4 separate regions of the Mus musculus genome follow, and regions 1, 2 and 3 are each linked to region 4. The links are chromatin contacts, called in public HiChIP or PLAC-seq and promoter capture Hi-C maps. All regions are on one chromosome and are shown on one strand. The core of a region is the stretch at or near the end of the contact, and the rest is flanking DNA. Distances in the headings are between cores, read along the strand shown. Region 1 holds the start of Tmem250-ps (transmembrane protein 250, pseudogene). Region 2 has its middle 18 kb from the start of Surf6. Region 3 holds the start of Lhx3 (LIM homeobox protein 3). Region 4 holds the start of Egfl7 (EGF-like domain 7).

What was found. Promoter capture Hi-C pulls out the DNA fragments that hold promoters and counts their contacts. HiChIP or PLAC-seq counts read pairs in DNA pulled down with a chosen protein or histone mark.
Region 1: an H3K27ac HiChIP or PLAC-seq map of embryonic stem cells shows a contact between it and region 4, with 2.7 times the contacts expected there. The contact joins the promoter of Tmem250-ps here to the promoter of Egfl7 in region 4. A contact is called at or near these places in 2 of 39 promoter capture datasets (embryonic stem cells and pre-B cells), 2 of 484 Hi-C or Micro-C datasets (the N1E-115 cell line and Th1 cells), 5 of 115 datasets of contacts at active chromatin or transcription factors (embryonic limb bud, embryonic stem cells, fetal liver and 1 more) and 3 of 9 other capture datasets (adipose tissue, liver and macrophages).
Region 2: an H3K27ac HiChIP or PLAC-seq map of embryonic stem cells shows a contact between it and region 4, with 5 read pairs. The contact joins the enhancer-like site here to the promoter of Egfl7 in region 4. A contact is called at or near these places in 2 of 39 promoter capture datasets (embryonic stem cells and hippocampal neurons), 7 of 484 Hi-C or Micro-C datasets (CD4 T cells, CD8 T cells, ECoMG myeloid progenitors and 3 more), 1 of 115 datasets of contacts at active chromatin or transcription factors (embryonic stem cells) and 4 of 9 other capture datasets (adipose tissue, embryonic stem cells, liver and 1 more).
Region 3: a promoter capture Hi-C map of embryonic stem cells shows a contact between it and region 4, with 4 times the contacts expected there. The contact joins the promoter of Lhx3 here to the promoter of Egfl7 in region 4. A contact is called at or near these places in 13 of 39 promoter capture datasets (the 3T3-L1 cell line, 3T3-L1-derived adipocytes, the HPC-7 cell line and 5 more), 3 of 115 datasets of contacts at active chromatin or transcription factors (all in embryonic stem cells) and 4 of 9 other capture datasets (embryonic stem cells, liver, macrophages and 1 more).

What each region holds. Positions count from the first base shown.
Region 1 is chr2:26,135,961-26,142,292 of GRCm38.p6, forward strand. Tmem250-ps (transmembrane protein 250, pseudogene) reads right to left here and starts at 4,546. Exons shown (of 2, transcript NM_001256521.1): 1 at 4,179-4,546; 2 at 848-2,953. The coding sequence starts at 2,842. The coding sequence ends at 2,423.
Region 2 is chr2:26,881,565-26,888,116 of GRCm38.p6, forward strand. No RefSeq gene overlaps it. Among named protein-coding and RNA genes, the nearest start is that of Surf6, 18 kb to the right of the region's middle. Within about 2 kb of position 4,202, at least 3 of the 459 cell types and tissues checked have an H3K27ac peak or open chromatin away from gene starts, as enhancers often do. A contact at or near this core is called in embryonic stem cells, where this site is marked.
Region 3 is chr2:26,201,535-26,208,590 of GRCm38.p6, forward strand. Lhx3 (LIM homeobox protein 3) reads right to left here and starts at 5,041. Exons shown (of 6, transcript NM_001039653.2): 1 at 4,811-5,041; 2 at 2,416-2,587; 3 at 1,440-1,642; 4 at 816-967; 5 at 560-728. The coding sequence starts at 4,904.
Region 4 is chr2:26,581,407-26,588,502 of GRCm38.p6, forward strand. Egfl7 (EGF-like domain 7) reads left to right here and starts at 2,459. Exons shown (of 10, transcript NM_198724.3): 1 at 2,459-2,642; 2 at 4,179-4,269.

The DNA.
Region 1 (6,332 bases), core at 3,296-5,795, 440 kb before region 4:
CAAGCTGAATATGGCGACTTATCCTGGTAATCACAGCATTTGAGAGTTTGAAGCCAGCCTGAACAAGTTAGTGAGACCCTACTCCCTACCTCAAAATCCCTGTAACAGAGCTGGAGAGATGGTACAACACTGGCTGCTTTTACAGAGCATCTCCAGCCGGGCGTGGTGGCGCACGCCTTTAATCCCAGCACTTGGGAGGCAGAGGCAGGTGGATTTCTGAGTTCGAGGCCAGCCTGATCTACAGAGTGAGTTCCAGGACAGCCAGAGCTACACAGAGAAACCCTGTCTTGAAAAATCAAAAAAAAAAAAAAAAAACCTACAGAGCATCTCCATTTCACAGGGTGGCTCACAACTGTCTAACCCAGTTCCACAGACTCTTACTACTGTCTTCTGGCCTCCTTGGGTGCACAGACATACATGCAGGCCAAACACCCATACATGTGAAATAGAATTAGAAAAGAAATCCCCCAGTAACACAATCTACAAACACACCTAGAAAGGAAACCCGGCTTCCTGTCCCTCCCAGCATTGGACATTGTGTAGTCAAGTGTGCATGGCACCTCCAAGCTGTTCCTGTCCTTCCTGGAGAGCACCAGAAACCAAGCCCTCACCTTTATTGACCAACTCAATTCTAGGCCCTTGGCAGACCACCTGACTGTAGAACCACTGGTTTTAAGACTTCAACACTCAGCATTAAAATTGACTGCTTTCAGAACTATGACACTATAGATGACGTCCTTTGGAAAGGACAAGATTTCCGGCTTTGCAGAGATGCCAGCGCTGTCCCCTTGTCACACTTGCCCAGCATGTGTGAGGCCCCAGCACAGGAAAAACGTAAGCAATCACTCCATCAGCACATTAAAAAAATAGGTTTAATGCAGGTGATTCCTCTCATAAAGAATTTAACAGGCACTCAGGACACTAGGCAGCTGGGTGTGCACTGAGTGACAAGGTCCCATCATTCCCTCCCACCACCAGCCCTGACACACCCACCATCACCCAGCAAAATGGGGCTTCAGGCCACTCTGAGATACATGAGCTAATTAACAAAGAACAATGTTGCTTTGGGGGAAGAGTGGGGTTTAGTGCAAACAATTCTCTGCAGCAAGCGAGCAGCAGCAGGGTCCACTGGGAAGGCACCTCATCTGCTATCCTGGGAGGCAGACAGACTTCCTCCATGAGCCCTCTTGCCAGACCAACGACGACAGCTGGCTACAAGTTAAAGAGCTAGGTCAATAGTCCTACATCTTTGTTTTCCCTGTTTGGTTTTCTTGGCAGGGTAGGGTTAAAGGGGCCACTCCCATGCCCAGGATGTGGGGTGACAATGGGGGGTGAAGCATGTGGTAGCAGGATATGCTCAATGTCCTGCACCCAGAGTTACTGCTCAAACCACTTCATTTGCCACCTAGGCCCTTGTCACCAGTGAGAGTCATATTCCCACCCCTGATAGAGGCCAAAGGTGGTCAGGTACTCCATCTTCTATCTCACAAACCAGGCCTAACAACATGTGGGGAAGGTGTAGCTAGCACATCCAGGCTGCCCACAGGACTAGTAAAAACCACTGAGGGGGGACAGTCGGTTTATTCCCGTTTTCTACAGATCTGGCCAAGACTCTGGGAGGCTGCTGGAGACCCCATCCCTCAGAGACTGTAAAAACTCCCCAGGTTAAGCACAAGTGTTTTTCTAGGCCCTTTCAGTTTGCAGAGTTCCAGCATGGCTTGACACACAGACCTGCCCAGGGTGTGGACCAGCCCCCTGCTCTGGAGTTCAAGCCTTGGGGCCTGTGCTCCCTTGTACCAGGGTCTAGCCAATGCCATATATGCTGTTCTGCTAAACTGCACCTATGCAAACCAAGGTGACTCTGAGGCCTGACTTGGGGTTCAAGACTGACACGGCTACTTGTGAACAGCAGAGAGTGGTCCATGGGCTCAAAGTGGGCGCAGTTAGTGGCAGTAGTATGTCTGCTTGTATAGCCAGGTGGGTCCCTGAGGACAGCCAGGAGGAGGGCACATAAAGGGGCTGTGCAGCCCAAAGGCACCCCTTTGTGTCCCACTGGGTGGGCCTGATGTTGGTGAGAATGTCACACAGAAGGTCTCAAGGTGGAAAAAAGACAGACAGGCCACCCACTGGACAACCTGAAAACACACAGGCAACCCAAGGCAAGAGGCTAACGGGGACAGCACATCTGGTAACGTGCACAGCAAGGACAGCGCAGAAGCCAACAGCGAGACTGTGTGCTGTTCCCATTACAGAGTAGTCTCAGCCCTTTTCTCCCCTCAATGGGAGTGTGTGCTTCAGGCCTTACCTCCAGGATGGGGCAAAAAAAAAAAAAAAAAAAAAAAAAAAAAAGCCCCTACCAGCCCCACCCTCCAAGAGAGAAGCTAGGTATGGCACAATCAGGAGCCCCATGGAGGGTGGGCCCTCACATGTCCACAAAGACCATGAAGCACCAGCCCAGCCCCCCAACCAGCAGCATGGTCACATGGATGCCATAGATAAGCAGCTCGTTCATGAGGCGGAAGTCCACGCGCCTGCGCCCCAGCAGCAGCAGCAGCACTGACAGCTTGAGCTGGAAGCGCAGCAGTACGCGGACACCCAGGTACTGTAGGCAGAAGAGCGCGGCCAGCGCGCCCCAAAGGGCCGCTGTGAAGAGGCTGCAGCTGAAGTAGAGCAGGAAGCGTATAAAGCCATAGAGCCAGCGGGTCTTGACATAAACATCGAAGTTGTTGTACTTGGTGCGAGCCAGGTGAGAGGTTCTCAGCGGTCCGCAGGCTGCGTGCAGGCAGGTGGTGTGCGGGCCGTGGAAGGAGCGCACCCGCCGCGGGATGGGCATGACCGGCATTGGGCCTGGGCGGCAGTGCTGTTTTGCAGTGGCGGTGCAGTGTCCGGATGGCCAGCATAGGTGTCATCAGCGTCTAGGAGCCCTCAGCTGAGCCTTGGGGGAGGTGCTGGCCTGCAGGGAGAAATACAGAATGCCAGGTGAGAGCTCAAGGGTGTCCCTGTCAGTAACTCAGTTGCAACCCAAGGATGCACTTTTGACTCTTTTCATGAGTCCTCAGCCTGTGCAGGCCAATGGTTAACATTCTACCTCCCAGTGCTGGGAGAGGAAAGCAACAGTAACTATGCCCCTCAGCAGCCGCCGGCCGGGAGAGGGTCCCTAGGACTGCCAGGGATAAAACGGGGACAGTAGTGCTCTAGCTAAGCTCACTCTTTAGTTTCTTGAAGACCCACACACCCGGCTACTGGTTGCCCAGTACTCCCCATTACTTCCATAGTGACTTATAACAGTCCCCTTCAAGGACACTCCATGCAGAGTCACAAGAGGACTGGGATGAAGGGGGTGTCCACATAGCAAGCCCCTAAGGTTACTTGCTGGGCCTGAACTTTGGCATTATTTTGGCAGGTTACCATCTCACCTCCCACTGATCTTGCTCCGTAAATTGAGGCACCAAGACCTCTTCCCTGGGGCTGCCTGTACACAACAAAAGCATTACTGGCTTATCTAGGCTGGACATAGTGTCAGAGTTCTCCAAACTGGGACACAGAGAGGAGAAATGGCGTGTGGTTCCTTGTTTCACCAAGCAATTGTCATTCGCAGCAGCCTATGTTAATTTGCATATGGGGGAAAAAAAACACTAAATTTCAAACTATGGGACACTAGAGACCAAAAGTTGGTAACAGGACAGGGCAACATCGCCAACAGGCTTTTGCGACTTCCACTCCAACGGCTTCTGTCACCGCCGTAGGTCCTGAGCAAATGGCCGCCAGCGCAGCTGCGGCCGAGGCGCAGTGGGAGGAAACCTGTCCCGAGCCGGGGAGGCTTAGCTATGTTTTACCCAGCTAGACAGGGCAATGGCCTCATTCAGGCGTGTCACTGGACACCGCACAGGAGGGGGATGCGGTCTGCAGCAGGTGTACTCGGGTGGAGGTGCATGCCATGGCGCGGCCCGGCGCGGGGCACGCGTCTCTGAGCACGGGACCCTAGAGCAGGACATCCAGCTCTCCAAGGCCCGCTAACTCGGCGCGTGGAGATACGACCCTCACTAGCCATAGGCTACGCGCGACCCCGGCCCTCAGCCCGCGTTTTCTGCGGGCGCCACTTCCGGTGTCGGGGCGCCGTTGCCGTGGAGACGGCCCTTAGGTCCGTGGCCGGTCCCCGCCCGTCCTCGGCGGCTCACCCGGTGCCCTCTCCGTGGCGGTGCCGGTGTCCGGAACCATGCGGCGGGCCGACGGTGCTGGGGACCGGGCCTGCGGCTGAGCTTGTGCCCCGGGGGTGCGACGCCAAGGCGGGCACATGCCGCCGAGGACGGGGTCGCTTCGCGCGGCCCTTCAGTTGCCCCCGGCTGGCTCTGGCCCGGAGGGGAGGGCGCTCCCGGGCCGGGCCCGAGGCGTTTGTCCCAGCGTGGGAGCCGTAGTGTTGTCCCTCGGCGGCCACCGTAGCACGGTCTTCACGCCCCCTCCGCCCGCGACGACACGGTGAAGCCTCGCAGCGCCCACCGCGGGCCCGCGCGGAGCATCCAGGAATTCCTCATTATCCGAGGACGCGCACTAGCGTGCGCGCGCCGTGAGCCGACCGTGACGTCATTGGCCCGCGGCCTCAGCCGGAGCGTGAGTTTAGCTCTCCCGCGCAGGCGCAGATGGGAGAACTAAGGGCGAGGAGGCTGGTCCTCTCCGTGTCAGTGCGCGTGCGCGAGTGTGGGAGGGGCTTTCTCGCTGTGGTGTGAGCTTGTCTCCTTTCTGGTGGTGCGGTGGAGTTTTTCCTGTGTCCCAACGCGCGCCGCTGGCACCCAGAGAGCAGTGACGGTTGCAGATGAAGCGATCTCGTGCTTTAGGGGTACTCGCTGTAGAGCACAAGGATCCTGGAAGCGCCAAAAGAAAGAGTTAAGCTGGTGTGTCACCGGTCTAAATGACCTTGCCAGGTTCCTGCAAGCAGGTGTGGTAGGTTTCAGTTAAAAGTTGATGTGTGCGTTTGTTGCTAGGATGTGGAGAGAAGGTTGGGTCAGGCCATCATCCCATGACGGACCGGAAAGTAGCCTTACAGGGTTATCCTACATTGACCCTCCTGCTTACCCAGGCGTCAAATGCAGGCTCCCAGGGAAGAGAAACAGACCCTTTGCAGGAAAGGGGAACCTAGGGCTGGCTGCAAGGCACCTTTGCACTTCACAGGGAACACTTGGAGGCCCCAGCCCACGCAAGACCAAGAGCAGCTACAGGCAGTGGCATGTGCACATCCTGCCAGTACAGCCCACAAATGAATGAATAGATGTAAAAATAAGTGAATGTGCCATATGTCATTATACTCTCTTTTAATCACAGCACTCCAGAGGCAGGCGGATCTCTGTAAGTTCTATGCCAGCCAGGTCTTCTTGGTGAGAGTATGTCAAACACATCTTGGGTCAGTGAGATGGCTTGTGGGTAAAGGCACTTGCCACCAAATTAACAATCCTTGGTACCCACATAACAAAGGTGAAAATTGATGCCCTCCTGTTGCCCTCTGACTTACACACACACACACACACACACACACACACACACACACCATGCACACAGAAGTAATGCTTACAATAAGTCTAAGTCAACTGGAGCCCCTGGACTATGTGACCCTGTCTCGAAACAATAAGAAGCATTTCCTCCCCTGGCCTGAGTTTCTGTCACCCTGGAGTGATGATCTTCTGTTTTCTTGATCGTCCCCTCCTTTAGCTCCCCCCTTGGTTCTGTCCCTACTAGAGATGTCCAGTTTCTCTACTTTTTCTGTCCCTCTGTCCCTTTCCACTTGTTCAGCCCTGTTGCTCCTGTAAGAGCCCTCAGAGTCCTCTACACCTCTGACTTTGAGGCTCTCTCCCTCTGAGGTTGGGCAGGTAGCTGCTGCTGACAGCTCTTGGCCTCTAATGTTGGACCACTGGACGGAGACTGAAAGCACCCTGAACGTCTCACTAAAGGATGCTTCTTGTGACCTCTACTCTCTTGCTTTCTGCTAGTTCTTGGAAGTGTTGGGTACCACCACCCACGAACTGATTCCAGAATGATCCAGACCACAGCAGGGTCATCCCCAAGGATAGGATCCAATCTCAGTTGTTCTGTTTGCTATAGGACAGTCCCGCCATAGAAAGTCTACCTGAAGTCTGTCTGTCAGCTTCCACCCTGCTATCTGCTCTGGGCTTCTCAGTGGGCAAGCACTGGACAGTGGCCTGGCGCCACCTGCTGGGACTGTGCACGGCATGTCCCAGACTTTTTTTAAATTTTTATTTTATTTTATTTTATTTATTTATTTTGGTTTTTCAAGACAGGGTTTCTCTGTGTAGCCTTGGCTGTCCTGGAACTCACTTTGTAGA
Region 2 (6,552 bases), core at 2,952-5,451, 300 kb after region 4:
AGAAGCGCTTGAAACTTGCCTCTCCTTGCCTTAGCTAAAAGAACACTGTTGCAGACCTATCCAGATGTTGTTCCAAATAAAGTTCAAATTCAAGGTTTATAAAAGGGTCAATCAGACTGTAGAACATATAAAGGCATTACAATCTGGCTTGCCTACTTCATGTAAAGTTATTATAGGTTTAAAAGTTTGTTTTTTCCTTTGAATCTGTTAATTGTAAAGAATTTTGCTTCTAGTGAACTGGTAATCACTGGAAAATTTTGCCTCTGGGTACGGCTAATATAGCTTTACCTCATGTAAGAGAAATTCTTATTGTCTTTGCTTCAATACAAGAAGCTAAGAGTTTAAATCTTTCAGGTATATTGTTTCCTAAGTGAAAAGTATTTTATTAGCTAATACTTTTAAGGGGAAGTTTACTTTAAATTTTTGCTCTCACACAAGGAGCTTTTAAGTTCTGGGGAGTAGCTGTTGCTCCAGAAAAAATTCAGAGGCAATATCTTTTTAATACTTAAGGTTTTAGCTATACTATAAAATTGTGGTACAGAAAATCTAAGAACGAAAAATTGATTTGCTTCAAATTTTTATTTTCAAAAGCTTCCAGGAGGTGTTAATTGGCTAAGATCTCACCTTAAACTCACCACAGGAGAACTTAAGCCTTTGTTAGGTGCTATTAAGTGAGACACAAATTAACTGGCAAAGAACAAAAGGCTTTGCAGAAAATAAAGAAAGCTTTTATAATTGTTATCAATTATAATTAATGGTAATTAAATATTAGCTGCCTATTTTAGTTGTGATTATTAAATGTGCCCACAGCAATTCTTTGGCAAGAGAAAACATTATCGTAAAGTCATCTTTCTTCTCCTCCCGGCCGACTGTTGGCCTACGTGGAGCTGGCAGGCTGCTGGCTACTGCGGGGTGGGGCCATGGGGTACGCTGCTTTCCATGAGTGGTGGTGGCGCAGGAGGCTGCCAGAAAGCGGGCACCTTTGTAGTGAACTCAGGGGAGGGCTTGAAGCACTGGTCGGGCGCGCCATTGCCCCCATGAGCATCTGCCTGTCTCCTCCGGGGGTGGCCGTATTTTTCCTGCTATGCCGCCCTTGCTCGGGCTTCAGCCTCTATGGTCTGGGAGGCGGGCCAAAGGCCAGTGAGGCCGAGGTGTTGTTCATCTCAAAGCACAGTTTTAACATCCTATTAAGGCTGCTGTGGTGCTAATAAAGAATTGTAAGATAAATTCATATATTTTAGAAAACCTATATCAAAAATTGTGTCTTAAAAACCTAAGTGTCTGTTCCTTGTTCCAAACAGCAATTAATTTGGTTATTACAGAATATTGATATTTGGCCTATTGCATACCATCATTTTAAATAAAATTGATAATCATTATCCTAAAGATAAGTTAAAAATTGTTTTTATGAATGCTTTTGTACCTTCTATAAATTCATACATGCATCCCAATTTCTGTGTTTAAAAACAGCCCTTCTATGGGAGAAAACTATATGTGAATTGGATCACACGCTTATTCTTTTGAGTTTCCTCCTGCTTCAGCACAGATAATTACATTGTGTGCTGTAGATGGTGTTTTAAAATGTTGAATAATTAAGCTTTAATTTGTATATTTATCAACATATATCTCAGAGCTTACAATTGCTTAAAATTGTTCATCCCTCAGATACTATAAATTCTCAAATTTGCAATTGTTTATGCATATACAACTCATAAGAAAAAATGCTGTTCCTTTAAGAAAACTGTTTTTGGACAGTTAAGAATTTGTCCTGGGTTGCCTGGAAAAGACCCCCAGGATTTGCTTTTGTGTTATAGAGATTTACAAAAAGCTTTAGCTGATAAAGGATTACAGATAGCTCCTGAAAAGATACAAACTCAGGATCCTTATAATTATTTGGGTTTTAGATTTACAAATCAAGATGTTTTCCCCCAGAAGATAGTTATTCGCAGAGACAACTTAAGGACTTTTTGGGTTTTTTTTTTTTCTGGTTTTTGTTTTGTTTTGTTTTGTTTTGTTTTGTTTTGAGACAGGGTTTCTCTGTGTAGCCCTGGCTGTCCTGGAACTCACTTTGTAGACCAGGCTGGCCTTGAACTCAGAAATCCGCCTGCCTCTGCCTCCCGAGTGCTGGGATTAAAGGCGTGCGCCACCACACCTGGCCAACTTAAGAACTTTGAATGATTTTCAAAAATTGTTAGGTGATATTAATTGGATTCGCCTGTATTTAAAGCTTACTACAGGGGAACTGAAACCTTTATTTGATATTCTTAAAGGGAGTTCTGATCCTACTGCCCCCCTCCCCCGATATTTAACCTCAGAAGGATTGCTGGCCTTACAACTAGTGGAAAAAGCTATTGAAGAACAAATTGTCACTTATATAGATTACTCTTTGCCTTTACATCTGTTAATTTTTAATACTATTCATATGCCTTCAGGATTGTTATGGCAAAAGTCTCCTCTAATGTGGATACATTTGAGGATTTCTCCTAAACGTAACATCTTGCCATACTATGAAGCAGTAGCTCGGATGATTAGCCTTGGAAGGAAGCAGGCACTAACTTATTTTGACAAAGAGCCAAATATCATTGTTCAGCCTTACAGCGTAGGTCAAGATACTTGGCTGAAACAGCACAGTACAGATTGGTTGCTTGCTCAAATAGGGTTTAAAGGAACTATAAACAACCACTACCCTCAAGATAGGTTGGTAAAAATTTTAAAAGTACATGTGGTGATATTTCCTAATATGACCTCTTTACAACCCTTACACAATGTTCTTCTGGTGTTTACTGATGGCTCCTCTAAAGGGCAAGCTGGATATCTTAATAATCAACAGGTAATCATAAAGAGTCCTGGCCTCTCGGCTCAATTAGCAGAATTAACAGCAGTATTGAATGTCTTTCAGTCTGTAAATGAGGTTTTTAATATTTTTACTGATAGTTTATATGTTGCACAATCGGTACCCTTATTGGAGACTTGTGGTACGTTTAACCTTAATATGCCAGCAGGATCCCTGTTTTCACAATTGCAAAACATCATTCTTGCCTGAAAACATCCATTCTATATTGGCCACATACAATCTCATTCTGGTCTTCCTGGACCTTTAGCTGAAGGCAATGATTGAATCGACAGAGCTCTAATAGGAGAGGCCTTAATTTCAGATACTGTTGCTTTGGCCAAACGTGATCATGAAAAATGTCATCTCTCTAGCCATACCTTAAGGCTCCGACATAAGATCACTAAAGAACAGGCAAGAATGATTGTAAAACAATGTCCTAAATGTATTACATTATCTCCAGTGCCACATTTAGGAGTAAATCCACGAGGTCTTATGTCTAATCCTATTTGGCAAATGGATGTAACTCATTATGCAGAATTTGGAAAATTAAAATATATACATGTTTGTATTGACACTTGTTCAGGATTTCTTTTTGCTTCTCTACATACTGGAGAGGCCTCTAAAAATGTAATTGATTATTGCCCACAAGCCTTTAATGATATGGGATTGCCTAAACTTATTAAGACAGATAATGGGCCATCCTATTCTAGCAAAATTTTTACTTCATTTTGTAAGAAATTTGGTATCAAACATAAAACTGGAATTCCTTATAACCCCATTGGACAAGGAATAGTTGAACATGTTCTTCGCACTTTAAAAAATTGGCTTTTAAAACAAAACAGGGGCAGTTATATCCACCAAGGTCACCAAAGGCACATCTTGCTTTTGCTTTATTTGTTCAAAATTTTTTGCAAACTGATGTTAAAGGTCAGTCTGCAGCTGATCGCCACTGGCATCCATTTACTTCTAGTTCTTAAGCCATGGTAAAGTGGTGGGACCCATTAACTAATGAATGGAATGGTCCAGACCTGGTCCTAATATGGGGAAGGGGCTCAGTCTGTGTTTTTTCACAAAAAGAAGACGGAGCACGATGGCTGCCTGAAATATTAGTTCATCAACTGGACACAGATCCTGAATCTTCCAGTAATTATGACTCTGACCTTGATTATGGCTAAAAATCCTCTTTAACTGAAAAGTTAATTTGGAGCACAGCCTCCTCTCCCAGAAAAGTTACAGCCTTTCTGTGATTCTCAAAGCCACCTCCCCCACACCAGGAGCTCAAAGTCTAAGCTTGGTCATTGCTAATTTGCAATTGAATGGAGTACCTGGACTTCCCCAAAGAAGCTTTTGTACTGTTGCTTTTCACTGTCTCCTATTGTTTTTCAAGCAGGTTAGTCAACACTTCAGCCTGACTGTAGCAGGTTGTGCAGCCTCGCCTCCAACAGCGCAGGTGGCAGTTATTAATCTATATGAAGAAGCATTTTAAGTACATATTGTGGCTTTGGTCTGAATTGGGAATAAGGTGTGCAGGAAAAATAAGGGCTGGACAGTCAAAGACGGGCACCCAGATCTCGGAATCATATCAATCTAAGACAGAGATGCATGCCAAGAGGCCGTGGTTGTTAATAATACACCACAGAGCCATGCTTTGGGTAAAATAAACACAAAAAAGCTGCACGTACCATCTATGACGGAATTGAATGGTTTGGGAAGATCTAAGATTTCCTAAGTCAGGCACGGCCGCCAGCCACCATAACTCCAAAGCAGGAATATAGAGCATAAATACATTTTATGCCTCAGTCCAGCTATTTTTAATATTATAAACAGGGGGGAAATTGTAGCCTCCCCCAGCCTCGAAGCAGGCTGATCCAGACTTTGACCTTGCTGCCACTGAAAATTAGACCACCTGGGGTGGAGCCTTCCTGCCTAGATTGCTCTATTATTCAGCCACTGCCACTGCTCTCTCCAAGACACTGCTACCTGCTGAGAGGCCCCTGAGATATTCCAGAGACTACACCCTATCCAGCAGCTGGTTCCAGGCACCAAGAATGGATTAGCAGTGGGATGGGCCTCCCCCCCCCCCCCGCCCCCTTTATAAGCACAGTTAGCTATTAAACATTTGAGCTTTGATCAGGAACCTTGTCTTGGCTTCCATTTTTCTCTCGACCGTCTAGTTTATGTCTTTTCAGCCCCAGTTTGCCTCCCAGGAGTAACCCCAGTCCATGTGAGCCGCAGGTCGGCTCTCAAGAGCTAAGAGGTCCACTTTCCACATATCCTAATAACTTTTCTCTTCCACTACCTCAGCTGGGTAGTGGGCAAGAGGAGAGATTAAATCTTTATTAAAAGTAGGTTGCCCAGGGCAGAGGTGGAGCACACCTTTAATCCTAGCACTTGGGAGACAGAGGCAGGTGAATTTCTGAGTTCGAGGCCAGCCTGGTCTACAATGTGAGATCCAGGACAGTCAGGGCTACACAGAAAAACCCTGTCTCAGAAAAAAAAAAAAAAGTAGGTTGCAAAAAATTTAGGCCTAGAGAGCGCTGTTAGTTTGAGGCCGGCCTGACCTTCAGAGAGAGTTCCAGGCTGGCCAGGGATAAACAGAGAAACCAGGTGTGGAAAAATCAAAAAAGAAAAAGGTTTGAGAGTTAGGATAGCACAGATATAGCACATGAGCACAGTCAAGTGGAGCTACAGCAAATGGTCTGAGGCCCACAATTGACAGTGCAGAAAGCAGTGGGAGACTGCAACATGGTGCAGAAGTGTGTAACAGAGGGAATCAGCACTGGGACCAGTCTCAGCTGAGGGCGGGGTCTGGAGAAGGATGGATGTGATACTGGCAAAGGGAAGAAAGGATCAGACACGGGACGTCCATCGCTTCATGAGACCACACTGCTTTTAAAATACATCTTCTAAAGTCTTCTATGATTACATAAGAAAATTGAAAGAAGAACAAAGCAAGCAAACAGCAATTTTATAAGAACTAAAAATTAACATTATAAAAAAGTCAATTTTCTTTAAACTCAGTGTCTTCTTCCGTGGGATTCGTGTCACAAGCCTTGCAGTCACAGAAATGCTAGACAGGATGACTAGCATTTTGTTTCAGTTCAGCATATGGTTAATAGATCAAAAGTTACTACTCCCTACTATATCAAACTTAACTTTCCATAGAAGTTCAACCTGTAACCCTTCTTTAACTCTTCCTAAGCTGGGCAGTGGTGGCGCACGCCTTTAATTCCAGCACTCGGGAAGCAGAGGCAGGCAGATTTCTGAGTTCGAGGCCAGCCTGGTCTACAGAGTGAGTTCCAGGACACCCAGGGCTACACAGAGAAACCCCGTCTCCAAAAACAAACAAACAAAAAACCAAAAAACTCTTCCTTTCCCTCCTATTTCTTTGATATTTAGCATAAGACCACCATCCATCTTGCATTCTTAAAACATTGTCCAGCCTCTTTGCTTAAGCAAGGGCAGTCTATCAGCAAAGTTGTGGTCTGACAAATCTGTTCAAGAAGGCAGGCAGCTCACTGAGCCAGGATGCCTTCCGCTGGGTCTCTGGGTCTCTGTCTTGAATTGAAGCCTTGTCTCAATATGATTCCTATCTTTATTACAATTCTGTAGGGAACAGAAGTACACCAGGGTTCCTAAAACTGCTTACTGGTACCTTTCTGAAGGCACCAAGGCTTGTCATCCACTTGCAATATCAAAATCTCTTCCTGAACATACAA
Region 3 (7,056 bases), core at 3,791-6,290, 380 kb before region 4:
CAAAAAAACAGAGAGCTTGGCTGAGAAGCTCACCCCTCCATCAGAACCCTGACTGAATAGAGGAGACAGTCTTATAAACAGGAACAAGTGGGTCAGGGACAGTCTCTTCAGCACTCTCAGAACTTAGCCCTGCTTTCTGCCTGCCCCCCTCACTCCACTACCCACAGCCCCTTCAGCTGCACCTCCAAGGAGGCTTGCTACCCCAGCCAGAGCCCAGGATGGGGCAAGCCTGGAGGAGGGGGGCATGGGAGGGAATCATTTTTTAGATGAGAAAATTTAAGGGCCCAGGGGCTGTGCTAGTAACCGAGGTGACAATACAGCCCCAAACAGAAGTGGGTATTAAGGGATGTGAGCGGCGTTCCTGGTGTGGAAAAAGAGTTGGGTCCCTCAGAGGAGGATGGAAGTATCTTCTCTGCCTTCAGGACGCTTTGTATTGTACAATTCCAGAGTTGCAGCGGGTCGGTCGCCTCAGGAACAGGGAGCCTGAGTGGATCATCCCCAGAGAGGCAGCCAGAGGAATCAGGCCAGAGGCCAGCCCGAGTTAACGCGGCCAACTTACCAGTGAAGGAGACTTCGGCGTCGCTGTCTTGTCCCTCCTGGATGCTGTCCTTGTCGGACTTGGAACTGCCGCGGGAGCGCTTCATATTGCGGAAATACTGTCCCCAGCGCTGCCGGCCAGCGTCTTTCTTCAGTCTCTTTTCCTTAGCCCGGCGATTCTGGAACCACACCTGGGGGGTAGGGATGGTGAGTGACCGCCCGGCTTCCCGCGGAGCGCGTGGCCCTTCTGGGGCCGGGGGAGGCGGCCGAGCGCTGACCTGCACCACTCGCATGTCCAGGCCGGTCTCGGAGGAGAGCTGCTCGCGCACGTGGCGCGCCGGCTTGGGCGAAGTGTTGTAGGCGCTCTTCAGCGTCTCCAGCTGCTTGGCGGTGATGGTGGTGCGCGGCCGCTTGGCTGTGGCCTCGGCTTCTGCGCGGGACAAACGGTGAGGCCGGCCAGCCCGCTTCGGCTGCGCTAGCCTGCGCCCCGCGCTTCACCCCAAGAGCCCCGCGACGATCTCCGGATGCCCATGGGGCCCTGGCTCCCAAGCAAAGGCCGCCGGTGGCCCAGCTCGCTTCCCAGAACGCGGAGCGCCGGCAGACGGGCTCTGTATTAGGAACCCGCAGCTTTGCGCATCGCTGCCATACACGGTCCTCGACCCCCAAATTTTAAGAGTTTGTGTGGATCAGGTCTTCATGGTCAAGGATGTTGGGCTGCTAATTCTCTCAAAGCGGGCAACCTCCTGTTTTCCGCCGATGTGACTGCTACTGCAGGCTCCCCAGAGCAGTCTGTCTGGGGCTTCAGGTCGCCCCACCTCCCAGCACCAAACCAATTCCCGTCCCCAGCCGCCAGGACTGAGCGTTTCCCTCATCGCCCTTGAGAGCCATCTCCGCCCACTGACCTCGCTGCTTGGCTGTTTCGTAGTCCGCCTTGCACACCAGCCGGCTGTCTTCCATGAGGTAGAACTCGTCGCCCGTGGCCAGCTGCCGCTTGCAGACCACGCAGGCGAAGCAATGCAGGTGGTACACGAAGTCCTGGGCGCGGCGCACCACCTGCGTGGGCGGGATGCCCAGCTGGCATGCGGCGCACTTGGTCCCGAAGCGCCTGCAGGATGCACAGGGTGCGGCTCAGCGGAGGGGCTCCTTCGCCTGGAGCGGGTCTCAAAGCAGCCAGCTCCCAGCGCCCGAGGTGCGGTCAGGAAGACTCCATCAGCCCCGTCTGTCCTGCAGCCTCCGCAGAGCCACAGTACCTTGGGTAGCAAAATCTGCTTCTTGATGTTGGGAAAGATGGGTCTAGAGGGCCACGACTTTACCTGAGTCAGTTCCCTCAGCTCCAAGAACCTGAGCTTCCCACATCCCAGACATTTAAGGAACAAAAACACATTTTAAGAGGGAGAGTAAGTCTCATACAATTCTACAAATTTGGGTTAATTTTGTTTTAACCTAACAACTGCTTTTATGGATTATAAAACAAACTACTGTAAAAAGTAATAATGTTGGGGCTGCAGATTCGGCTGGGCTGGGTGGTTAAGAACACTGACTGCTCTTCCAGAGGGTCTGAGCTCCATTCCTAGCACTCACAGTCATTTGTAATTCCAGTTGCGGGGAATCCGATGCCCTTTCAATCTTCTGAGGACACCGGGAATGTATGCGGTGCACAGTATGAATATGTAGCCACTCACATATATACACATAAAATAAAAAAATATTTTTAAAGATGTCACGGGAAACCCAAACCTGAGCTTGGCCAGACTTCAGGGTGCCCTATTTGGGTAGGGACCTAGGTATGGCGCTCACCCGCAGCCTGTTTTCTGCCAACCCTGCCCTCTTCTACTCTTCCCCAACTGTGAAAGCAATTCGGCAGCCCAGCCAGCTTACTTAAAGAAGTCGTCTTTGCAGTAGACGCTCTCCCCGCGGCTGAAGCAGCGCTCAGCCAGAGGGACGTGGCAGTCACTGCACTTGAGACACTTGCTGTGCCAATGTCGGTCCAGAGCCTTAAGGATGAAACGGTCCAAGATGTGCTGGTCACAGCCTGCACACATCGGGATCTCTGTGGATACAAGAATAAGCCAGGTCATGGGACCACAAACAATGAGCGATGGCCTTTTCATCAGCTTGGTCAGCCTGCAGGCCTTAGGGGTGTGCAAGGATCGGCTTTTCTGCCACTGTCTCCTGTAGGCATTTGGGGCCACCGGGCTCCCCAGTGAGAGTAGTGCTCAGGTACTGTATCCTGCAGCATCCCTCAGTCGCACTGCAGCCAAGGGAAAGTGAAATAGGTATAGAAAGGTGTCCACAGCAGGAAAGTGACTGGGCTGTCCTGTAAGCTCTACAAAGTGCCAGTGCCAGACAGGTCATGTCCATCTCAAACGAAAACCCCACTCTTGGGGTGATCTGGAAAGCCGGGGGAAAAAAGAAGAAAGAAAGAAAGAAAGAAAGAAAGACATGTCCTTATCAGCAAGGGCAAAAGACCACACATGGAACTTCATCGCCTTTGCAGAGTTCCAGCAAAGTGAGGCTGTCCAGCGCTGGCCCCTGCCTGAGGTATGAATAGGTGGATGCTGTCCTCACTTGAATGGCAGCAGGTATTTATGAGTTCATTGGCTATGGTTTTTTGAACACACACATATGCTTTCATATGTATGTATGTATGTATGTATGTATGTATGTATGTATGTATGTATATGTGAGAGATCTGCTGTTAAGGTGTGAACTGCAGTGCACGGTAGATGACTTCAACTCTCTACACCACCAATTCTTCTAGCATCTGAGTTCTCATCCCCCAAAGACTGCAGGCCTCAGGGAAACTGGGTGGGAAAAATCTAAAGGTGTAATCTCGTCTTAGGGGCTGGTGGGATAAGACTGGTTCATGGGATAAGGAGATCCCCGCCATTTAGGAAAGGTTACTAGAAAAAGGAGATGCATGTGCAGCACCCAGGGCCCACTCACTTCATACCCACACAAGTGTCTTTACATCTCTAGCTGCAAACAACTAGCTTCAGGCTGGCCTCCACTGGTGGGAGGAATTAGAAAAGGACTGCCCCACCTCCCTCCAGCACTGGGCACAAGCCTGCGATGGATGCTGTCCCACCCTGAGCAAAACCACATCTCCAAGTGTGGACGTGGAGATCGACTGTAGCTGTACCAGAGCACCACCAGAGCCGTCGTAAGGCCACAAGGATACCCAGAAGAGAGTGAGGTGGCTAGACAGGCCAAACACTGCAAATTCAGCACCCAGGCACGGACAGCGCCTCGGCCAAGAAGCCCACAGCAGGGACACGGGGACACCCGCTTCCTACAAAAGCCGTCGCCACCGTCAAGCCTCCCAGTGAAGCCACCCTCGATCTCCTCTTGCTTACGTGGCATGGTGAACTCCAGTCTCAGTACAGTTTCCTACACAGAGTTGGAGGGCCCAGTGGAGCCTCGGGAGCCAACAGTGCTCTAGCAAGCCTCACAGAACTCTCTCTGGAGCCTAGCTTACCAAGCTTTCCTCCCTCCCTTTCTCATCCCCCCTCCCATCTCTTCCTCCCAGCTCCTGCGGGTAACCCATCCCATAAACCATTGGAAAATAAATAAATAAATAAATAAATAAATAAATAAGCAAGTAGGCCATATCCGATACCCCCAGTCTGCATAGAATCCTTTTCCCACTTGCTTCGACAGACCTTCTGCCAGCCTAACTTCCTCTTTTCCTATCCTGTTATACTCTCAGCTTGAAAACGGAGAGCGCTTTTATTCCCCAGAACCAAAGCCCTGCAAAAAGACTGGTACGATCAAGAAACTGGGGGCCCGGACAAGTTCCACTTTTCCCTGTAATCGCGTCTTGACCACCAGCCTAGTGGTAAACTGCCGGTGCAGACACTAAGACTCGACTCAGGGGAGATGAGTTCAGCATGACCCAGACCTGATCTCGCTGAAAATGGGGGGAAAGGAACTGAGTGAAGGCAGTTCCTAAGGAGAAACTCCTGCTCCCTGATTCCTGAGTCCTGAAACATCTTCACATGCTCCCTCCAGCTCAGGGGCCTCAGCCAGCTCAGAGCTGCAAAAGGTCTCCTAAACCGTTCCTGGATCACCAAGGGCTCCCAAAGCCAGGACAACACAGCACCAGGAGGGCCACACACTTTGGAGGTTTGAGATGCCTTTGCTTAGCCATGTCAGAGCCCCTCAGACACACCCTTGTCCAGATACCTTGGCTTCTGCTGGCCTCCGCACAAGGGCCAGAAAAAGCCGAGGACATCTGGGCCTGTTCAGTGCAGCCTCTCCGTCGGGCACCCACCTCGGCGCAGGTCAGCCCTTCGCGCCAACAACGCCAGCAGCAGGTCTCCGCCCGCGGATTCCCGGGACGGGTCCAGCTCCCCGCGAGCTTCCATGGGGCCAGGTGCCTGGTGCTGCCGCCCTCCGACCCTGAACTTCCCCTGGGTCTGGCGAGGCCACCGTTGCAGGGACTCCGAGCTGGCGTCGGAGCGACTCGTGTCGCTGCTGGGCGCTGTGCCCACGGGAGGCCTCTGGGCGCCAAGCCTCGGGCCCGCGGAGGGCGGAGCGGTGGGGGGCGGGGCCGCGGGGCGGGGCTGGGCCGGGGGTCGCAGAGACGCTCCCGGGGCCACTGGAGGCCACTGGAGACTGTGCACCTTTCAGCCGGAACCGAGGTGCCTAGAAGCCGTCTGGCTTGCACTTCCCGAGGACGGAGACAGCGCAGTAACCACTCAAGGCTTCCTACAGATGCTCGCCCCTGCCCCAAGCAAGTTCGCTAAGCCTCCCGGAAGGCTGAGGTCCCGAGGGAAGCGGCAGGGAGGGAACTGCGTTCTCTTTGCTCACGTTTAGACTCTGAACCGGAGCTGGACAGCATTGAGACCACACCTGGTCAGCAGAAGGGCAACCTGATAGCCATCGCGAGGGAACGTGGTGGCAAAGAAGCCACAGTAGAGCTACGAGGAGCTCGATTTGAAGGTCCCCCAACTCTGACACTCTGGACCCCACCACTAGAAGTGCCTCCTGGAGCCAGTACAGCGAGAAGGAACGATTCTTAGGACCTCAGATCCGGTGTCCTCTGCGGGAACACACCAAGACTCTAGGCCAGAAAAGGGTTGAGCTGCGGAAGCCCTGAGATCTACCCTTACTTCCCCACCCCAATTCCTTAGAACAATCCCTGCACCTGGATTTCCACATCTCATCCCCATTCGAACAGGTGAGCCCACCAGAACCCATCATCCTATCCTTGCATGAGCCCTCACTGAGGGCTCCTACTACCCAGCCAGGAGACAGCGCCAGACCTATGCAGTTCCTGGTAGGAACTAGAATCCAGCAGGGTATAGTGCCCTGGTAACAATTAGGGACACCCTAGAAGTGTTTGCAGAATCAGCAGGTTGCTGCCACCCTCCTGGTTCCTCTTCTTGTCCTGTTCTGCCTCCATCCCTAGGACTGTGACCGATCAGACCCCAGAATGGGAAGGATGAATGAAAGAACGCAAGATTCTCCACTTGGTCCCAGCACAGCTGCTGCCTCGGAAAGAGCCCTGTGCCTGCAGCCGTCCCTTCATGTTGCTCTGTACTTGTTATTCCGAGGTCAGGGAACACTAGCTTGGAGTGAAATGGGTGCTGGGTGAGCTGAGATGTGAGCCATTGAGTGTCAGCTGCTGCAGAGGGCAGTGGGGCGGGGGCCATGTATGGCTAGACTAGGGAAGGGGCGGCTCCACACTGTTGGGCATCTGGCTTGCCGCCAACAATGCCTCCATTATTTCCCAACGTCCGTGGCAGTGAAATGGCCCTTGGGGAATCAGAGTTCAAGCGGGAGACTTGGCCTGGGGATTCTTGCTGCAAGCCAAAGCAGTTCTGGAAGCTGTGGGACATTCAATCTCTAGGACCAGCCCCAGGCCTTTCTGGTCACTGTTGACCCTGTAGCTTTCCTGTTCTCCTGCCTGCTGTCACCTTGTACTTTTTTTCTCCGCAGTCACTCCCTCCTGGTCACCCCTCTGCATTCTGTCTCTTCTCTTTTTCCTGCCTGGCATGGAGACTTGTAGGTTGCAATGGCTCTTACCTGGAGTCCTGCTGAAGGTACAGAGGGCAGAAGCTCCAGGGGCACCGGGCCTCTCTCGGTGGCAATCGAGTTCTGCTTCTAGCAGCATGGCAGTCACTAATCCAGTGGTTCGTGCGGGGTGTTCCTGGAAGTGCTGGACCTCTTTCAGGCCTTGGCCCACTCGCTGGGCTGGCGCTGTCCGCGGTGCTGAAGGAGGCACCAGCGTGCTGGGGACCTTCACAAGCCTGCCCCGCCCCTCCTCTGTCCCCGCCCTTGGCCCCTTCCAGGCCTGGGCAGGCGGAGTCAGGCTGGCGTCACTCTAGGGCTGGGTCTGACTAGTTTATAATTCGAGGTAGCCTTTTCTCTGGACCTTCCTTTACCTGTTACAGAGTAGCATAGTGGCTCCAACTTGCTGTCGTGGGCTCTGGGCCTTGGCTAGAGGTGCCACGTTCATAGTACTCAGGTTTGGGAGCCTCTGAGCTGTTAGCCTGGGACTGCACTCCTCACCCA
Region 4 (7,096 bases), core at 1,209-3,708:
GTGAGGCTCTTGGTCCAGAGCTTTAGGCCCAGAAATGGGCCGTGCCCCTCTGGTCTCCAATCTGTAGGAGCTGTGGGAAATGAAGGGTATATGGGGCATCCTAGTGGCAATGGTGATGGCTGCCCGAGTCGGAAGTGGTACTGGCTCCTTCTAAAGTGCAATGACAGTGAGCAAGTTCCACCAGTGAAGAGAGGCCTGAAGCAGTAGGGGTGGAGAAGAGAGTCTCTGAGCACCTCCCTAGACCACAGCTCCTTCTGTAGCTCCAGGGACTACTAATCAGTGCCTCCTCCCTTTGGGACCCCCTCCTTCTTCTGTCCCTGATGTACCCAGTGTCAAGGTGAGACTCCAGCCTGCCCTCTCTATCTGTCTCTGGGACTGAGGTGGCACTCTGAGGCTCTGAACCAGGGATCTCTTTTCTTAGATACATCTCAGTCTGGCCGGGTTGGGGCAGGGAAGGCAGAATAGTCAGGAGATGGTGAATGGATACACTCAGGCCACTGAATAGCAAAACTATCCATGTTGGCTGTGGGCCTCCATAGGCCGACCTGTGGGGCTCTGTTAGGCAGTTTCCCTATGCACTGAGCACCACAGAAGGTTAGACCACAACTTTGCAACCCTCAGCCATTGCTGGCACAGCCGACCTCATGACTAGTTTCCTAGACTGATCTGAATTCCCCGAGGAAAAGAGGGCTCTGTTCCCGAGTTAACCTCTGCTCACCTGGCCAAGTACCTTCCCTCTCTGAGCCTCAGTGTCCCTTTTCTTGGTCTAGCCAGCCCAATGTTTGCCGATCCTTTTGTGGATGAGGGAAATGATGGCTTAGTACAGCAGCTAGGACAGAGAGGGGCAGGCCCAGGTGACATGATACAGGGCTATCTCTAGGGCCTACCTGACTCCCACCAGTGGTGGGATACTCGGGCCCTTGTGGACAAGCCCCTTGGGCGGAAGCAGAGGTCAAGTAGAACAAGCCAATGGAGGGCTGAGGGTGTGGCTAGTTTGTATGATTGAAAGCAGAACAAGCCAATGGAGGGCTGAGGGTGTGGCTAGTTTGTATGACTGAAAGAGGAGGTGCCCCCCCCCCCCCAAATCAGGTATGCATTTAGAATAAGAAAACCTAAGAACTATCTTTAGACTGTCAGACCAACATTTGAATGCCATGAACCCCTTCAACCATCATGGCTCTATTGAACAGGAACTCTCTTGTCCCCCAGGACATACGGGGAAACTGAGCTCTGGAAGAGAAGTACAGTGTCTTAATTGGCTGGAGCACTCTTCCCAGTACAGCACACAGACTGAGCACTAGAGCAATCTCCATCCCAGGCCATGTTGGAGGGAGGGTGCCGAAGAGGTGAAGTTCACCAGGAAGCTCCCAGGCTGCCCCACCTCCGTCCTAGCCCAAGTTGTCCAGCTGAGTGAGGTGGGAGAGAGGCAGGGCACAGAAAGGAGGTGCCCAAGGCATCAACAGGCAGGCTGAGTCAATGTAAGGCTGACACTGCAAGCTCAGCCTCGGTGGAAAGCTTTGCTCTAGGTGCCTTCGCTTACAGAGGTCTGGGCATGTTCTTGGCAGCGGCCCAATTCTTGGCACTTTATCCCTCCCATCCCTTTCCATGGGGTCTGAGTGCCTGGCCTGAATCCTCCACTGTTGGGATCTTGGACCCTACGGTGTTACAGCGCCTCCCCACAGCCTGCTAGGGGGTAAGGGAGGGGAGGAGAGGTTAGGAGTACTCTTTGCTTCCAGGTCTTGGGATAGTCATCCCAGAGCATCCCAGTCAACTGAGCCTGCAGGCTTTCAGACCCATCTGCACACCTCGAGAGTCAGGGGCTCACTGGCAGCCTGGGCTGATGCCCTGGAAGAAACAGCCTGGGTTCTAGGAGAGTCTGAGCTGAGTTTGAGCTGGTGTTTTCCCCAGTCGTGGGCCTTTGTACCCACAGAATAAGCTATTCTCAGACCATCGGGCCTGTCTTGCCCACCCCAAGTTCCCTTCCAACCGCATGCCACCCTGGTTGCACGCAGCTCCAGTGGGGCAGGCTTTGCTTTCAGGTACCTGTGTTACACACATTTAGGGAAGGCCCAAGCTCCTGTGTCCCAAAGAAGCAGAAGGCTACTTCTGTCACCCACATGGATGTCTTGTGGCCCCCGCTGTCTCTGTGGAATGGGAAGGCCCTGGTCACGTTCTTTGTTTCATACTGTTACCACTTAGGTTGCTCCTGAACATAGGTGGGGTCTCTGACTGCTTCAGGGCTAGACCCTGGAGTCCCAGGGAATCAACAACCCCCTCCTCCACAGTTTGGTCAGCCCCCCTCCCTTAATGACCTCCTCAGCCCCTTGGCCTCCTGTTTGTTCGCTGACGGATCCCCGTTATCAGCAGAGAACACACACAGGAAGTCCGGCGGGAAGGGCCCATCCCAGTCCTGATTTACCCGGGATGGAGCATAAAAAGCCACCCTTCTTCACCCGGGAGGAGCCTCTGTGCACTGGCAGGCTGCTGTGCAGTCCACGAGGAAGGCTTCGGTCGACAGGACAGGCGTGCAGACTTCAGGAGGGACCCTGGGCAGCAGACATTCCCTGGAAGGGCAGGTTGCATTGCATGGTTGGCTCATGGAGGCAGCAGAGGTGGCCTCAGCCAGGCCTGGGCAGCATCAGGTATGCAGGATGGTACTGCATGTAGAAAGTGGGTGGTGGGGCCTTGAGAACTCAAACAGACAGCTGCAGCATCCATGAGCTGCTCTGCTGGAGGTGTGCTGTCCTCGCTGTCAGCCATCCCTATCTAGCAGAGGAGAGCTTAGGGCCTGGGGCCCAGCCCTTGGTCTGGGTGGCTGAGCCTGGGCTCCACACCTCACCCCTGGATGCCCAGCAGCACATAACCAACCCCTGAAAGAGAAGCTGAGAGAGGCTTGACACCCAACCCACCTCCTGGCCCCATTCTTTTCCTCTTTGGAGGATCTCCTGCATAGACATCAGAGCTCAGCCCAGCAGGACCCTCTGGTCAGGGCTATGGCCTCCATTCTGCTAAGACAGAGCTGGGGTCTCCTCATTAGTAGTGAGTGAATATTTCTGAGGAATGGAGGTGCCGGCCAGGAACCAGTCCCTAGAGTGGGACCCCTGAAGTCACATTTGTAACCTGGATGAGCCATGCACATCGAGGGGCATAGAACATGGAGCTAGGGTGAGCCTGTCTCTTGTGGGCTTTATGCTTAGGGACAACTTCATGGGGTGCAGTGGGGTCTATCTCGTCTTTGTGACACTTCTCCCTATTCTCCCTGTTCTCTGGCCTCAAACCACAGGGGAGCTTCTTGAGCCCCCCACCCCCACCCCCATGTCAGTAGCATCTCTGGGAAGTATACCTTCTCTAGACTGCCTAAGCAACGGCAGAGGGGGACCAGTAAAAAGCTACCTGAGTTGCCATCTGCCCAACAGACGGGAATGGCTGGCCAAAGGTTCAAGTGACCACAGCTCCAGGAACCAAAATGGGATAAGGGCAATCGGCTGTGCAGGGTGTTCTCAGACACAGCTCTTTTTTTTTTTTTTTTTTTTTTTTTTTTGAGACAGGGTTTCTCTGTATAGCCCTGGTTGTCCTGGAACTCACTCTGTAGACTAGGCTGGCCTCGAACTCAGAAATTCGCCTGCCTCTGCCTCCCAAGTGCTGGGATTAAAGGTGTGCACCACCATGCCCGGCTGGACACAGCTCTTAAGTGATAGATGCCCTGCCAGGAGCCCCTGGAGCCCCAGTTACAACAATGGCCACAGGTCCAATTGCCAGGAGGCTCTCTAGGGCAGGGTGGTAGCCATTGCTCAGGAACCCTTCCCTTCAGTGTCTATGCATAAACAAGGTGGACCAGAGCCCAGAGCTGTGAGGTCTCTCCTGTTAGTGTACAGGCTCTTTACACAGTGCTCAGCTTCATGAGGGGAGGGGGCATTGGTTCTATTCAGCAGGGTTCCTACCTATCTTTACGGAACTCAGAGATGCAGGCAGCGGTCACATTTGACAGATGGTGGGAAGGTGGGGGAATCAAGAGTATAACTAGTTAGGGTACCCTGTAGTTTCTGTTGTCAGGGGCTGTTTCTGCAAGCAGATCCTGAAGGCCAAATCAAACTGGGACGTGATGGGGTATGGGGGGGGGGTCTGGACATGAGAGAGGAAAGCAAGGCCCCAGTTCATGTTCCACATCTGACCCGCAGCCCCCGGCAGCAGCAAGACGCTGGCTGTTCCACCTGCCCACAAGAACAGCCACCACCAGTACCCAGGGGATGACTAGCGGCCGGACCACAGGTGAGTCCCCAGTAAACCTTCTGGGCAGCAGCCAGGAGTCCTGCCTTGCAGGGAGCATGCACAGGAACGTGTAAACCAAGGCACGGCTAGGGTTGGAGAAATTAACAAGGCTTAGGCACCCAAAGAGCTGGGACAATTACAGAAGCAGCAGAAGTGGAGACTGGGAGAGAGAAAAGATGACCAATCCAGAAGTGGAGGGTTGTCAGCTCATATGACGCCAGGGAAAGTGGCCAAGGGTGTCAGCAGAGAGCCCATGTCTGCCAAGGAGGCTTGCGCTCACACCTAGATCTCATCTGTACTCAGCCCAGTGATCTCAGTCTAGTATTGTGGCTGGGTGTGTCATGATGCCCACCTTTTGCATGGCTCGAGGACCAGTCTGACTGGGGGGGTGGGGGTGGGGTGTTTCGAGACAGGGTTTCTCTGTATAGCCCTGGCTGTCCTGGAACTCATTTTGTAGACCAGGCTGGCCTCAAACTCAAAAATCCACCTGCCTCTGCCTCCCGAGTGCTAGGATTAAAGGCGTGCGCCACCATGCCCGGCTTCGTCAGGCATCTTGTTGTAGTCTTCTAATACCATTCAGGAGCAAGTCATCAGTCAGGAGGCTCGAGAGTTAGCTAAATCCTTGTGGGAGCCATTCATGGCTTCCTGACTCCTAGAACTTGTTTAATCCTACAACCCCCCATCAGTCACGTGATCCCTCTGCAGGCCTGGGATCAGTCAGGATGTACAAAGGAGGCTCGCAAGGCGGCACTTAGAGGCTGGGTTGCATCTAGATCACCTAGGTCTGACTTACTCGCTATAATACTAGGGAAACTGCCGCTGCACAGACTCAGTTTTGCCATCCGCGAAATGGGGACGAGCACATCGGGGAGCCCGTGGGGCTGGGGTAGGGCTCCGACGCAGCTATCAGGTGGGGCGGGGCCGAGGGCGGGGCGGGGCGGGGCTCGGGTCCCCCACAGCGCGGCGGCAGCGGCGGTGGCGGCGCGTGCGCGCCCCGGACCGCGCGGTGAGTGCGGAGATAGCCCGGGCACCAGGGGCGAGGGTATGGAGGCAGCCCGGGCGGGGCAGGGGTGACCCGGACTGTCGGGTGCCGAGATCGGGGGCGGCCACTCAGGCAACTCCGGGCGATCGCAGGGACCGGAGAGGTGAGCGCGCGAGAGCCATGGCTGAGCCGCGCTTGGACCCCACGCCCCAGCCTAGGTCCTGCAGCCGCCGGGAAAATGAGCCCAGCGGTCCTGAGAAATGGCGACCCCTGCCGGCGGCCGGAGCGCCTCTCCCCTTACCCATCTTGGCTATACGACCCCCACCTGGTCACAGCACCCCATAGCGTAGCTCAGTCCGGTCGGTCGTCCTGGGTCAGGGGTGGGGGTTGCCACACTCTCCCCTACCGCCATGGAGCCTGGGAGGGAGCAGGGTCCGGGCCATGGAGAGGACGCCCCCACCGAATCTGATCACCGAACCTGTCTGGTCTCCACACCAATCTGTGGGCGCTGATGTCTAGACACTACTGTAGCAAAGGGACCCAGGGCCCTCTCACTATGGTGTCCAGATCCCCCCTCTGCCGCCACAGCACCGCACACTCCCTCCCGGTAGGGGGCTGTTGAGTCGTAGGTGGGAAGGGAGGATGGCTGGCTGCTAGGGCCCATGGTGATACTTAATGGTTCAAGATTACTTGTAAACCTGCAGGCCACATCACAGCCTAATGCGTGGCTCACCCAGTAGCTGAGCACCAAAGGAAATGAACTTCCAGCCCAGGGCTGCTTTGGCCTCTTCTGCCCTTGGGCAAAACATGACTTTTCAAAAATTGTTTCTCTTGCTTTAAAACACAGTCCCCTTTCTAGACAGCTTATCTCTGGGAAGATTTGTGGGGGCAACGATATCTGGAGGGAAACCCTCCAGGCGCCAGGCACACAAGGATGGTAGACTTCTGACGCCCTCCCGCCCATGCCACATGCTGACTTATCTTTCTGGGTACTATTCCTCAGGATCACTTGGTTTTTGCTTGGCAGGGTAATTCTTACCCGCTGAAGGTGCCCTCCCCCCTCGGGGTTAACTCAGCTCAGACAGATTGCCACATATACCCCTGCCCAGGTATTTCCCTATGGTCTTCTTGCCCCCACATTAAGTCTCAATTACTCATCTCAAAGCCCCCTGCCTTCCTGCTTTGCTTCAACAAATATGAGGTTCAGCAAAGAGGCTCCTGGCCTAGGACTGCAGCGCAGGGCTGAATAGACAGAGTGAGAAGTGGGAAGGATCTTGCTTGAAGAGGGGCTTGGCCAGCAGCTAGAGCTCAGAAACTATTTAATATCACCACTGTTTACTCTACCAGAACTACTGATGGCTACCAGCCTTGATACCCTAGTGATGTCTTTAAGAAAACTGAGTCTCAAAGTAAGGGATTAGCTTGGGCTCATTTACACATGTTCCCTGGCCCCTTCCTTTCTGATAGGGGGTTCTGTAGGGTTGTATGGGGCGTGGGGTGGGTAGGTGGAGCTGCCTCTTTAAGAAGCCCTGAGAAGAGCCCTGAGTGGAGCCCCGTCAGCCACCTGCCCCCGACTCTGTGTAGGACAGTGAGACAGCTGTCCGTCCCCTTGCACATGTCTGACCCAGCACTTCAGCACTATCACAGACTTTAGATCTGGGGACATTCCTCAACAGCCTTCCTGCCTCTTAACACAGCCAGAAGAGGGCTGGAGATGGGCTCCAAAGGCGGTGGGGGGGGGGGGGAGGTTCCCCAGGGGTAAGCACATGAGGGCCACTGCCCTTGCAGGTGGGAGGTGTTTGTACACATGCTCTGGTCCACGAGTGGTGCCCTGTGAGCTGTAGA